Regions from separate parts of the Mus musculus genome. Here regions 1 and 3 are each linked to region 2. The links are chromatin contacts, called in public HiCAR-type maps. All regions are on one chromosome and are shown on one strand. The core of a region is the stretch at or near the end of the contact, and the rest is flanking DNA. Distances in the headings are between cores, read along the strand shown. Region 1 holds the start of Morc3 (microrchidia 3). Region 2 holds the start of Hlcs (holocarboxylase synthetase (biotin- [propriony-Coenzyme A-carboxylase (ATP-hydrolysing)] ligase)). Region 3 overlaps Chaf1b (chromatin assembly factor 1, subunit B (p60)).

The links. HiCAR-type assays count read pairs that join an accessible place to other places.
Region 1: a contact with region 2 is called in a HiCAR-type map of embryonic stem cells, with 2.5 times the contacts expected there. The contact joins the promoter of Morc3 here to the promoter of Hlcs in region 2. A contact is called at or near these places in 1 of 484 Hi-C or Micro-C datasets (embryonic stem cells), 1 of 115 datasets of contacts at active chromatin or transcription factors (embryonic stem cells) and 1 of 9 other capture datasets (embryonic stem cells).
Region 3: a HiCAR-type map of embryonic stem cells shows a contact between it and region 2, with 4 times the contacts expected there. The contact joins the enhancer-like site here to the promoter of Hlcs in region 2. A contact is called at or near these places in 6 of 115 datasets of contacts at active chromatin or transcription factors (craniofacial prominence, embryonic basal ganglia, embryonic hindbrain and 2 more) and 1 of 9 other capture datasets (liver).

What each region holds. Positions count from the first base shown.
Region 1 is chr16:93,829,697-93,833,473 of GRCm38.p6, reverse strand. It overlaps Morc3 (microrchidia 3), which reads right to left and starts at 1,353. Exons shown (of 17, transcript NM_001045529.3): 1 at 1,126-1,353. The coding sequence starts at 1,164. It overlaps Gm30881 (a long non-coding RNA gene), which reads left to right and starts at 382. Exons shown (of 3, transcript XR_876266.3): 1 at 382-623.
Region 2 is chr16:94,287,949-94,291,672 of GRCm38.p6, reverse strand. Hlcs (holocarboxylase synthetase (biotin- [propriony-Coenzyme A-carboxylase (ATP-hydrolysing)] ligase)) reads left to right here and starts at 1,382. Exons shown (of 11, transcript NM_001360045.1): 1 at 1,382-1,610. The coding sequence starts at 1,416.
Region 3 is chr16:93,904,751-93,908,188 of GRCm38.p6, reverse strand. Chaf1b (chromatin assembly factor 1, subunit B (p60)) reads right to left here. Exons shown (of 14, transcript NM_028083.4): 13 at 3,092-3,183; 14 at 2,083-2,284. The coding sequence ends at 2,172. Among named protein-coding and RNA genes, the nearest start is that of Chaf1b, 23 kb to the right of the region's middle. Within about 2 kb of position 1,803, at least 58 of the 459 cell types and tissues checked have an H3K27ac peak or open chromatin away from gene starts, as enhancers often do. A contact at or near this core is called in embryonic stem cells, where this site is marked.

The sequences.
Region 1 (3,777 bases), core at 104-2,603, 460 kb after region 2:
AGCACAAATTGCTCTTACAGAGGACCAGGATTCAGTTACCAGCACCCCATGGGCCAACTCATAACTAGCAGTGAGGGTTCAGAAGTCCTCATCTTCAGGTGCATAAGACACACACACACATAAACTGTGTGGGGGGAAACCGTACTAACAGGCAATTTAAAACAAAACATAACAAAAAATGTGAAGAATACTCAACCTCACAAAAAAAAAAAAAGGCAGACGCGATAAAACTAGGTAACACTTCATGCACACTTGGGGCTATCACATCCCAAATGACGGAAGTAGCCTAATGAATGGACGGAGACCTGCATTCTTGAAGAGCACCTACGGGAGGTGCTTTAACCTCCGGAAATCCTTACCGCTCGCCAACGAAATTACATAACACAGTAGTACCGCTTTTTTTGCCTTTGAGACAGGACTTCCCCTTGTCTCCCTAAATTGTCCTAGAATTTGCCTGCTTCGGTCACCCGAGCGCTGGGGATGCCAGGCATGGGCCACCGCAGCCATCCTTCAAACATCAAGGAAGTAACTTTCCCCGCTTAAGACCTCAGGGCCGGCAGAGAATAAAACTTTGCAGGAATCATCAGGTGAAGCCACGCCCACAATGTTTTGGACCCGAAAGTGTAAGTCCTTTTCTGCGACCACTCCCAGCCACCTCCAAAGGGTTTGCCACCAATGGGCTCGGCCCGAAAAGGCAGGGGCATGCCAAGCAAGCGGAGGAGATGAGTCCTAGCCTCCGCTCCTCCGAGCCGGGACCGACAGGGACGGACGCGTGCAGGAACCGCGCTGCACCGCAGCCCACGCCGCCCCGACGAGGCCCGGCGGCTGCTCCCGGGGCGGGCGGGTCGCGGAGGGCGCGGCTCCCACAACAGCTGTCGGGCGCCGCAGAGCCGGAGGGAGGGAGGGAGGCCGCCTCGGCTTGCCCCGAGATGCCGCGAGCGCACCGGCCGCGCGTTACAGCCGCTCCTCCGAGCGAGGAGACATGGCGGCGGACCCTTGGCCCCGCCGCGACCTCCCGGCCGCCGCGCCAGCCCTTGAGTCGCCGCCGCCCACTGCCACCTCCTGGCTGGCCCGCCTGCCCGCCCTCCTGGGACCCGGCCCGCTCCTCCCCTCGCGGCTGCTCACCGCGCTGAGGCGGATCCCGGTGGGTGGCTGCGCCGCCATCTTGAGTGAGCTACAAAGCCAGGACCGGCCTCGGCCGCAGCCCGACTGGGAGGCTACGAGTCCGCCGCGGGCTTCAACGCCCCGCCCACTTCCGGGGCGGAACCGACAACACCAGGCCACACCCACTCATTTCCGCCTCGGGCAAAGGCGAATTAGGATTCTCAGCAGAGGCTTGCCCGAGCGGGCCTGACCTGCTGCGCGCGCAGGACCCAGGCGTTGGGCGCATGCGTAGGTGAGCGGGCGGGCGCGAGCTCCTCGCCTCGCGTAGCTGGACCTTGAGATTGAAGATTGGCGCGAAGAATGATGTGTAGAAGCTAGGCAAACTCTGATGAAAATCGCACTGCAAAAGTGTAATCCATGGCCGCTGGTAATGATGTTACTGGAATCTTACAGGACAAAATGAAGAAAATAATTACTTTTTGGGTTTGCCTGAAAATCATCAGCTTTTATCCTGGTAGTGGTAGCGCACGGACACGTTAATTCAGTGTGTGTGGAGCCCGGTACTGCAGCGAGTAGCATGTAGAAATTAGTCAAGAAAGGGATGCTAAATAGTACAAGTAAAGAGAAGGTTAAAAGATTTGCAAGAGTATTTACTGCAGTCTTAACGATAGTCATATTTTTATTTATAAAAGTTCAGACGGGCAGTGGTGGCGCACGCCTTTAATTCCAGCACTTGGAAAGCAGAGGCAGGCAGATTTCTGAGTTCAAGGCCAACCTGGTCTACAAAGTGAGTTCCAGGACAGCCAGGGCTACACAGAGAAACCCTGTCTCGAAAAAAAAAAAAAAAAAAAAACAACAAAAACAAAAAAAAACTAAACAAAACGAAAAAAAGTTCAGTTCATCTTCTGCTGATAAACAATTTAGTATCCTTTATTATAGACCGCTGTCTATTAAACACTACAGTATGGGATGGATCCTCTCCTTTTCCTACACGTCAACTGTGTTTTCTCTTCATATTTTAACTGTAGGCTTGTAAAAACTTAAATACTTTTAAATTAATAAGGGGATGTAAAATTAAAACCTGTGGTATTCACTGTTTTTAAGAGTGAATAAGAGGCACAAGATAAGCAAAACTGGTGTCTAGTCTTGCAGAACAGGTGGCTGTCAAGACAGTTGAACCATGATGGCCGGTCAGTGAGCCGTGCAGTCAACCTAGAGAGTGTCAGCAGCCCAGGCTGCGCAAATTCTCCACTGAACTGCAAATAGCTTAGTCTAGAAACTCCCCTGTGGATTTGACCAGAGGTTTGTTCCCATGGGGATTCTAAATCTTGTCAAGTTGACAGGATTAACAAGCAGGTCAGCCTTGTTTTCCTGTTTCATCCGAGTCTGGTTGTCTTTGCGGGGAAAACAGTGCCTAGGGTGGGACAAATACTTGTTCATCAGGGAAGAGGATTCCCCACGGGATGCAGCTGAGGAAAGCCTGTCTCGCCACATTTTCTTGAGATCCACATAATCGCTTTGTTTTTCTTTTTGAAAGAGAGCCTCCTGTAACCCAGGCTGGTCTGCTTTGTACTTGAGGTTGACAAACTCCTGACCCTCTTGCCTCTATCTCCTAAATCCTGGGATTATAGATGTGAATCACTACCACACCTCCCTGCAGTATTTTGTTTGTTTATTGTTGTTAAACACACGTAAACTTCACCTTTTAAAGGTCAGATTAGGGGCGTTCAGTGTGTTCCCACAATGGAGGTCAATGCAGCCATCCATCTTCCACTCTCCCCTTTCGGCCCCTAATGACTACCATGCAACTCTGCATGGATTTAAGTGAAATCATGAAATATGTAGTGACACGTGGTAGGCTTTTTCTCTCCCTTGGTGAGGCAGATATAGGCCAATTTAGATCAGATTAAAAGTAAATAAAGACAGGTTGATTAGGAGGCAGCTCTTGGGTGGGTTCAGTGATCTAAGCCGCACATCCAGGGTAAAGCAAGGGGGTTTATGGGTCTTGTGCGCGGGGTGATGACGTCTGGGATTGTGCCTATACATAGTCAAAAAGACCCCGTGTGTGGGCAGCTCCCAGTCAGAGTGATGACATGTTAGTCTGGAGTTTTTTTCTTAAATCGCAGGGGGAGTTTTCTCTGTGTGGGCGGGGTCAGGGGAAGGAGGGCAGACAGGGTTTCCCAGGTTGTGCAGGGGCTGAGCAGGGGTTCCAGCCTAACAACTAGTTTATCAAATTTAGCGTAATGACTTCATATCAGGACATGTCTCAGAAATCGACTCTTTTTTTTTTTTTTAAGATTTATTTATTTGAGTACACAGTCGCTGTCTTCAGACACACATCAGATTCCATTACAGATGGTTGTGAGCCACCATGTGGCTGCTGGGGATTGAACTCAGGACGTCTGGAAGAGCAGTCAGTGCTCTTAACCTCTGAGCCATTTCTCCAGACCTGGTCTCGGCTTGTTGTTGTTTTGGGTTTTTAAAATTATCATTATTCTTTGTGAGAGTTTATTTCTTTTGTGCATGTGAGTGTTTTGCCTGAATGCGTGTCTGTGCATCACACGTGTGCAGTGTCTGAAGAGACCGGAAGAAGCTGTTAGAAGCTCTGGAAGTGGAGTTACAGTGGAGTTACAGATGATTTGCGAGCTGCCCTATGGGGGCTGGGAACCGGAA
Region 2 (3,724 bases), core at 133-2,632:
GGAGCCACTTCCACTAGGGAAAGCTGACTGCCTTCCCCTCAATACAGCCCGCCCTCCCGTCCTCAGTGACATGTACCTTCCTCATGAGCCCAGTCATTTCTTCCTGGACCCTCCTGCTAAATCTGTTGTTGCTACACCATCTGACCACAAGGCTGAGGTTCTGTGAGTGGACTTCTTTTTTCTTTTCCAGACACAGTTTCTTTGTGTAGCCCCAGCTGTCCTGGAACTCACTCTATAGACCAGTCTGGCCTCGAACACAGAGATTAGCTTGCCTCTGCCTCCCAAGCGCTGGAACTAAAGGCATGCGCCACCACTGCAGAGTGAGTGGCCATTTGAGATGAGCAGATCCATGGCCAGTGTACCTGACTGTTGTTAACACATTATGCTGCTTGTTTGCAGTTCGGGAGCAAGGGTCAGGGCAGCAAGCAACTACAAATTGTTTGTTCAGAGTTATTGTGGATGGGAGGCTCTGGGGAAGAAAGCTGCTGTTTTTAATTGCTGGGAGAATTTTGCTTCCCCTGGGACAGGCCCTCTGGGAATCATAACTGATGTTCCCTCCTTCCACTGGGCTCAGGATGCCCACAGTTAAACCGGTAACAGACATGTAGTGGGAATACCTCGGGTTTTTTTTTTTTTTTTTTTTTTTTTTTTTTTTTTTGTGTGTGTGTGTGTTCTTCATATGAATCCATGTAATTTACCCAATAGCACTTTTTGAAGGTTTAGCATGATCTAATAAAACAGCTTCACCTGATTTACCAACTGGGTCGGGTAGAGGCCGTCAGTCTTGTCAGTTCTCTGATTTGTAATGTGTTGATAGTTCGCAAATACTGGCTGTTGATATAAACTTAGGCCCAGTGCCTCACTCATCCCCACCCTCAAGGAATGGAGGCTGAACTTTGACTTGATCAGGCTATCCACCTCCCTCACCCTCTCTGCTCCCTCCCCCCCAATACTTTCCCAGCCCCTCACTACTCTGCCCCTGTCCCTGTATGTCCCTAGCACAGCCCCTCTCACCTCCCCAGTTCACTCTAGTTCTGCAGCCCAGGTCTCTCCATCTCCAGAGCACACCTTCAATCTCCTGGCTCACCTTTCCCCCAGCCCCTCTTGGAAAAGCCAGCCTCCTGAGACCAGACAGTGACCTCTCTTCCAATGCCATCTTCAGTCCTGCCTGCCCTTTCCATTCCTGTAGCCTCTCTTTACCCGAGGCACCCTCTCCATGGTCCTGGCGCCCCCAGATGCTACCCAGCCTGCTGCATCCTTCCACCTCTAGCGCATCCCTCTCCTGCATCCTTCCTTGCCCCGCACACCCGCTCCGCCCTCAGCCCCCCTCCTGCAGCGCACGCGCACTCCACACTCCCGAAGCCTCGCTTCCGGCCGGGGCGGGGCCTGGCGCGAGCCGGGCGCGGGCGCCGGCCATGCTCATCACGCTGTGCTACCTGTACCTGTGGGCGCGCTGGGGGCGCCGGCCGGCCGCGCTGGTGCTGTCCACGGTGCGGCGGCTGCGTGCTTCGCGCTGCTCCTTCACCTTCTGCCGCGCGGCCGCGCAGCCCAGGGACGCGCGCGTGTGCCTGAGCCAGGGCGGCCGCGTCTTCTGCGTCGGCGAGAGCCAGGTGGGCGGCGGGCGGGGTCGCCGCGTGGACGGGGCTCGGCTGCAGCTCGGCTCGCACAGCCCACGCGTGCACGGGAGCCCGGGAAGCCCTGCTGTGACCTGTGGGCCGCGGGCCAGCTGCCCCTCCCTGGTGTCTCCGGTCCTGCAGCTGCAGCAGGCACATCCCGGACATCCCTCGTGGCACCTAGTGTTCCCGTGGGCTAGCTTCTGGTCCTGTCGGAGGGTGATGGCCGCTGCCCCTCACTGGGAAGGGGGCACTCTGGCCGTTTGCACAGGTCGGCTGCAGGCAAGGGACCTGACTTCACAGTGCACTTCCTACCATACACTTCTGGACACACTTGTTTCCGTGAACACCATTCAGTGTTTTGCTTTTCAGCCGTCTCTGCCCTTTCCGCTTCCTTCTGGAAATCTGCCTCACTTTCAGCACTAAACTGAGAGTTTTTTTTCCCCCGTAGATGTCAAACCCTAACACCGATACGAGAATCATAATCTTACTTCAGGGTGAATATTTTTGTCAAGCTGCTTAGTAATGAGGATGGAATCGTGCTTCTAGGGAACTAACAAAGAAAGCACTCTAAGAAACACCGTGTGGGGATTGAGGATGGTTCAGTGGTTAAGGACACTTGTTGCTCTTGCAGAGCATCCATGTCTAGTTAGTTCCAAGTCCCCACATGGTGGCTCCTAACCATCTGTGACTCCAGTTCCAGAGAGTCCAAGGAATGCAGATGGCGCACGTACACACGTGGGGGCGGGACAGCTGTACACATAAAATTAAATGAATCTAAAGAAGAATACAGTGTGAATTACACACCGAGATCTCTCAGGCTTCCCAAGCTTACAGCTGTAGGAATAGACATGACTAGTACCACCTGGCGCAAGGAAGGTGCAGTGCACACAGATCTGCCCCTCTTAGAATATCTGGGCTCAGTTCTCTTAAACCATTTAAGAGACATCACAAAGAATAATCACCAATGGTGGACTTTTCCACTGTGGCAGTCTCTAAGCTGATTATTTAAAACAAAGCCTTTATTTAAAACAAAGTCTTTGAGGTTTATATCAGAGTAGAGAATTTGCCAAAGATAATTTCTTCGATACTTTGAACATGTTCATGACCTTGGTTTTCTAACTATGCTAACTCAGTTACTTGGCTCTTCCCTGCTTCAGAACCCCAAGTAGGGCACAGCCTTATGGGTATCTGTGCCTCATTGCACTCCTGCTTGTCCCTCAACCCTAGCTTTGCCCACACATCCTTACTGTGTCTTTCTAGATTCAGGGCTGTGACTCTTCTGCTCTGGGTGTCCCTTGATTTTAGTAGACTAAAACCTTTTAAAATCAAATTACAATCCTTCCAGAAATCTGAAAATGATTGAAGTAGATTTTCAAGGTTGCTAGCACACCTAAAATAAGATATGAACACCTGAGGAATGCTCAGTCCCCAGTATAAACGTGGTATTTGCATTCGGTGTGGGTCCTCCTGTGTTTGAGTCATCTCTTGGTTACTTCAATACCTGATGCAGGGCAAAAGCTGTAAATGGTTATCATAGAGTGTGGTTTGGGGGTCAATGACAAGAACAAAAGTAAAATTATTTGTACAGATAATTATTTTTTTGTTTGAACCCAGGGATGTAAAACTCACAGGTAAAAATGGCCAGACACATCTTATTGGCTAACCTCTAAACCACTCTTAAAAACTCCGATGAATTCCTGACTGGGTGCATATTTCCTTTAAAGCATGTCTGTTGGCATGTCTGCATGTGGGAAAGGTTCTCTCCTGAAGTAGCTCCAGTTTCTGGGTTTGACAATTGTGTGACTTTCAGAAGTGCCAGGCACATAACTCACCGTGAAACATCCTTCCTCCCAGGTGTGATTTGGGAAGCTCACACACGTTAGGCTGTAAGGAGTAATGGTCAGAATGACTGCGGTGAAAACAAATATCTAGACTTTGACACTCTTGTGAACCAGACCCTGGACCATATGGGTGTTTAAACAGCACAGTCAGATAAGAAGCAAGGGTTGCAGGAGCCTCCAGCAGCCGGAGAAGGAGCCAGGGGAGGGCACGCCAGGCATGCTGCCCCACGCTGCCCCACGTGACACATATGGGAGTTGACACTGACT
Region 3 (3,438 bases), core at 554-3,053, 380 kb after region 2:
GCCAGCCTGGTCTACAAAGTGAGTGCCAGGACAGCCAGGGCTACACAGAGAAAACCTGTCTCGGAAAACAAACAAACAAACAAACAAACAAACAAAAAATGCCTCCATGAGATCCAGCTGTAGGGCATCTTTTTAGTGAGCAATGCAGGTGGGCCCAGCTCTTTGTGGGTGATGTCACGTGCCCTCCCCCAACCTTGAGTGGGCTGATTCAGACCTTGTGTTTGCCACAGCCGGGGTGGAGTCTTCCGACCTAGCTAAAGTCTATTGTCTGCCACACCTGCAGCTTCCTGCAAGAAGCCACTACCTGCAGAGCAGCCTCAGCTGGCTGCCCTGCCGAGATCCTGACAAGGGAACAAGATCCTGGCATATGGGGGATGGGTTTCCCCCCTTTTTGAGTTCAGACTCAAAAGTAAATATTGAGCCTTGATCAGAGAACTTTGTCTCGCTGTCCTTCCCATCCATCCACAGCTTTCCTTTTAGGAACCCAGGAGCCCGTGGCCACTGGCGGCTACAATGCCATCCCTGGGCTGGTGTTCCTGGGTTTTATAAAAAAGCAAGCTGAGCAAGCTAGGAAACAGCACCCCTCCATAGCCGGCCTCCAGGCTCCTCCTCCCTGAGAGAAGAACAAATGGGCCTCTCCTGGCTCCATGGTGTCTCTTGGGCTGCAGAGACAGTTCCCTCCACCCAGGATGGGGAGCTGGAAAGTCTGAAGGTCCCCTCTCCCCAAGGATGTTTAGCCTGGAAAAAAAGGCCAATAGAAGTGCAGGCAGCTGCGAGGGGCTGCGGAGGGAAGGGCCTGCTGTGTGAGAATCAGCAGCAGGCACAGATTGACCTACAAGTGCTTTGGGTCGTATGTATGCTCCAAGGGGCATCGGGATGTGGGGATTCTACTCAAGGTGACCCAGGAGGCCAACCAGCCGGACTCAGGCTACCATCTGCTCTCTGGTCCAGGCTGGTTTACCTCACTGAACCTCGCGCACTTGCTCAGTTCCCAGCACTGGCCCGAGTTGGTAGCTAATTTGGGAGGTTGAGTTGGAGAGTTTTTAGATGCAATTAAGGGTTAAATCCCTGGAGGTTAATGGTACCCACTGCCTCTGCAGAGGGTCCCAAGTTTAGTTCCCAGTTTCCCCCAAGGCAGCTCATCACCACCTGTAATTCCTGTTCCAGGAGATCAGACACCCTTTTCTAGCCTTCCTGGGCACCCATGTGATCCACATACATACATGCAGGCAAAACACTCATGCATAGCAAATATTCTTAAATTTTAAAATTCCTCAAGTCTGAGCAAGCCATCTGGTGCAAGCAAGCATGGCGCTTTGGAACTGCTCCAGCTGCTGAGGGCTGAATTCACCCCTCCCCAGCCCCCGTCCAGGCAGGAGCAGAGCCTGCAGCAGCCGCCTGTTCACTACCAACCTACCCAGGTCTGTGTACACCCTTATCAACAGTTCTGTGGAGTCCCTCGGGTAGTTACATCTGGATGTGTTATGGAGTTACGGAGGCCAAAGATCCCACTTGCCCTTCAGTGGGGTGTCCTCCAGTTACCGCGCAGCTCCCCTAAGGGTAGCAAGCTCTCAATGCTGGTTGCCCTGAAGAGTGTGCTGTGCCTGGCTCACCCACAGTACCTGACTCTGAACGAGTGAAACACAAATCCACACAGGAACTGATGTTATCTTGTTTTCTGAGCCCATCCCACTGTGATCCAAAGGTGCTGCCACCAGATCCACAACTCTAGACAAGGGCAGGCTCAGACGGAGGGTCAAGCAAGGCAGCCAACCATCAAGCCCTCTGAGCGGAGTCAGTGGGCACAGTGACCTCCAGTGGCCATTGGAAGCACTGCATGCTCTCACTTGAATTTCTCATTTGTAGGACAGATGGCCCCTGTCTTCTCCTAGCCCTCCTCTCTACCAAGAGTGTAAAGTCTGTCAAGTGAAGGGATTAGGGTGCAGAGCAGGTTTCCCAGTCTCAGAAACTCATCCAAAAGAGGCCTTTGCCTAGCATAATACGCAGAGACCCATGGGAAGGGGTGACTGAACAAGGGCATGCAGGCTGCTACAGCGAAGTCAGCACACACACTTTTTCTATGTGAACCAATTCATGAGTGTTTATTTGGCCACCATCACCAGCCTTCGAGCTTTGGCCTTGCCTCCTCTGCACGCAGGTGCATAGCAGGCTCAGACAGTCTTGGAAGAGTCATCAGGGGCCAGGTTTTGGGCATCTCCTTCACGTTCCTCAAGCCTGGGTCTCTTCAGTTCAGGAGGCTCCTCCGGTGGCTCCCCAGGAGCCTCTGAAACATTGACAGACTTAAGGTTAGCAAGCAGGGAGGGCTTCTGTGAGTCAGGGTGACATGAAATAAGGAGGCAAGTGGGGCTGGAGAGATGGCTCGGCGGTTAAGAACACTGACTGCTCTTCCAAAGGTCCTGAGTTCAAATCCCAGCAACCACATGGTGGCTCACAACCACCCGTAATGAGATCTGATGCCCTCTTCTGGTGTGTCTGAAGACAGCTACAGTGTACTTACATATAATAAATAAATAAATCTTTAAAAAAAACACACACACACACATTAAAAAAAAAAAGGCACAAGTGGCCCAGTGAGACGCTGACTACAGCTAGGAGGAATAATGGATCTACACAGCTGGTTCTCGTGTCAAGAGACAGACGTCTGCGACACTGAGGATGTGACAGGGTAAGAGGTAGGTAGCATCAGTGTGTAAGAAGTGGCTGTTCTTCCAAAGGTCCTGAGTTCAATTCATGGCAGTTCACAACTGTCTGTAATTCCATTTCCAGGGGATCTGAAACCCTCATACAGACATACACGAACACCAGCATTTAAAATAAACAAATAAATAAATAGGTGGCATCAGGGATGCTATTAATCCCTCTACAACACTAATCATCTGCCCCAAACACAAGCTGTCATGAAGTGGGGAGACCCATCCCTCCAGAAACCACGACTGCTCAGTGCACAGGGTTACTTTCCTACGTTTGTCCAAAGGACGGTCCCAAAAAGACAGTCTGGCCTTCCGAGAGCTGACCTAAAGTCAGGTGTGTGTTAGCTTCCAGAAGAATACATCTCTAAACCCTCCCTTACCTGGCTGGACCTCTTCTGTGGAGGGGGCGGTCCCGCTATTGGGCTGTGGATTTGGCACAGTGTCTGTTTTCAATGGTGTTAAATTTATTCTCCTGGATTAAAAAGAATAAAAGGTTGGATCGCTCATTAGTGTCCGAGGAGCCGTTTAGGTACGAAGCCAAGGTTCAAAGCTGTAAAGAGAGAGAGCTACTCATTTCCCTGCAGAGCATATCACGCATGGCCTTCAGTGTCCTCCGCCTGCCCAGAAAGGACAGCATGGAGGTGGGAGGCCGCATCACAGCCACAGTCAATGTTCACCACACCCAGTCACACTCAGAAGCTGAGCTCTGCTGAGGAGTCCAGTACAT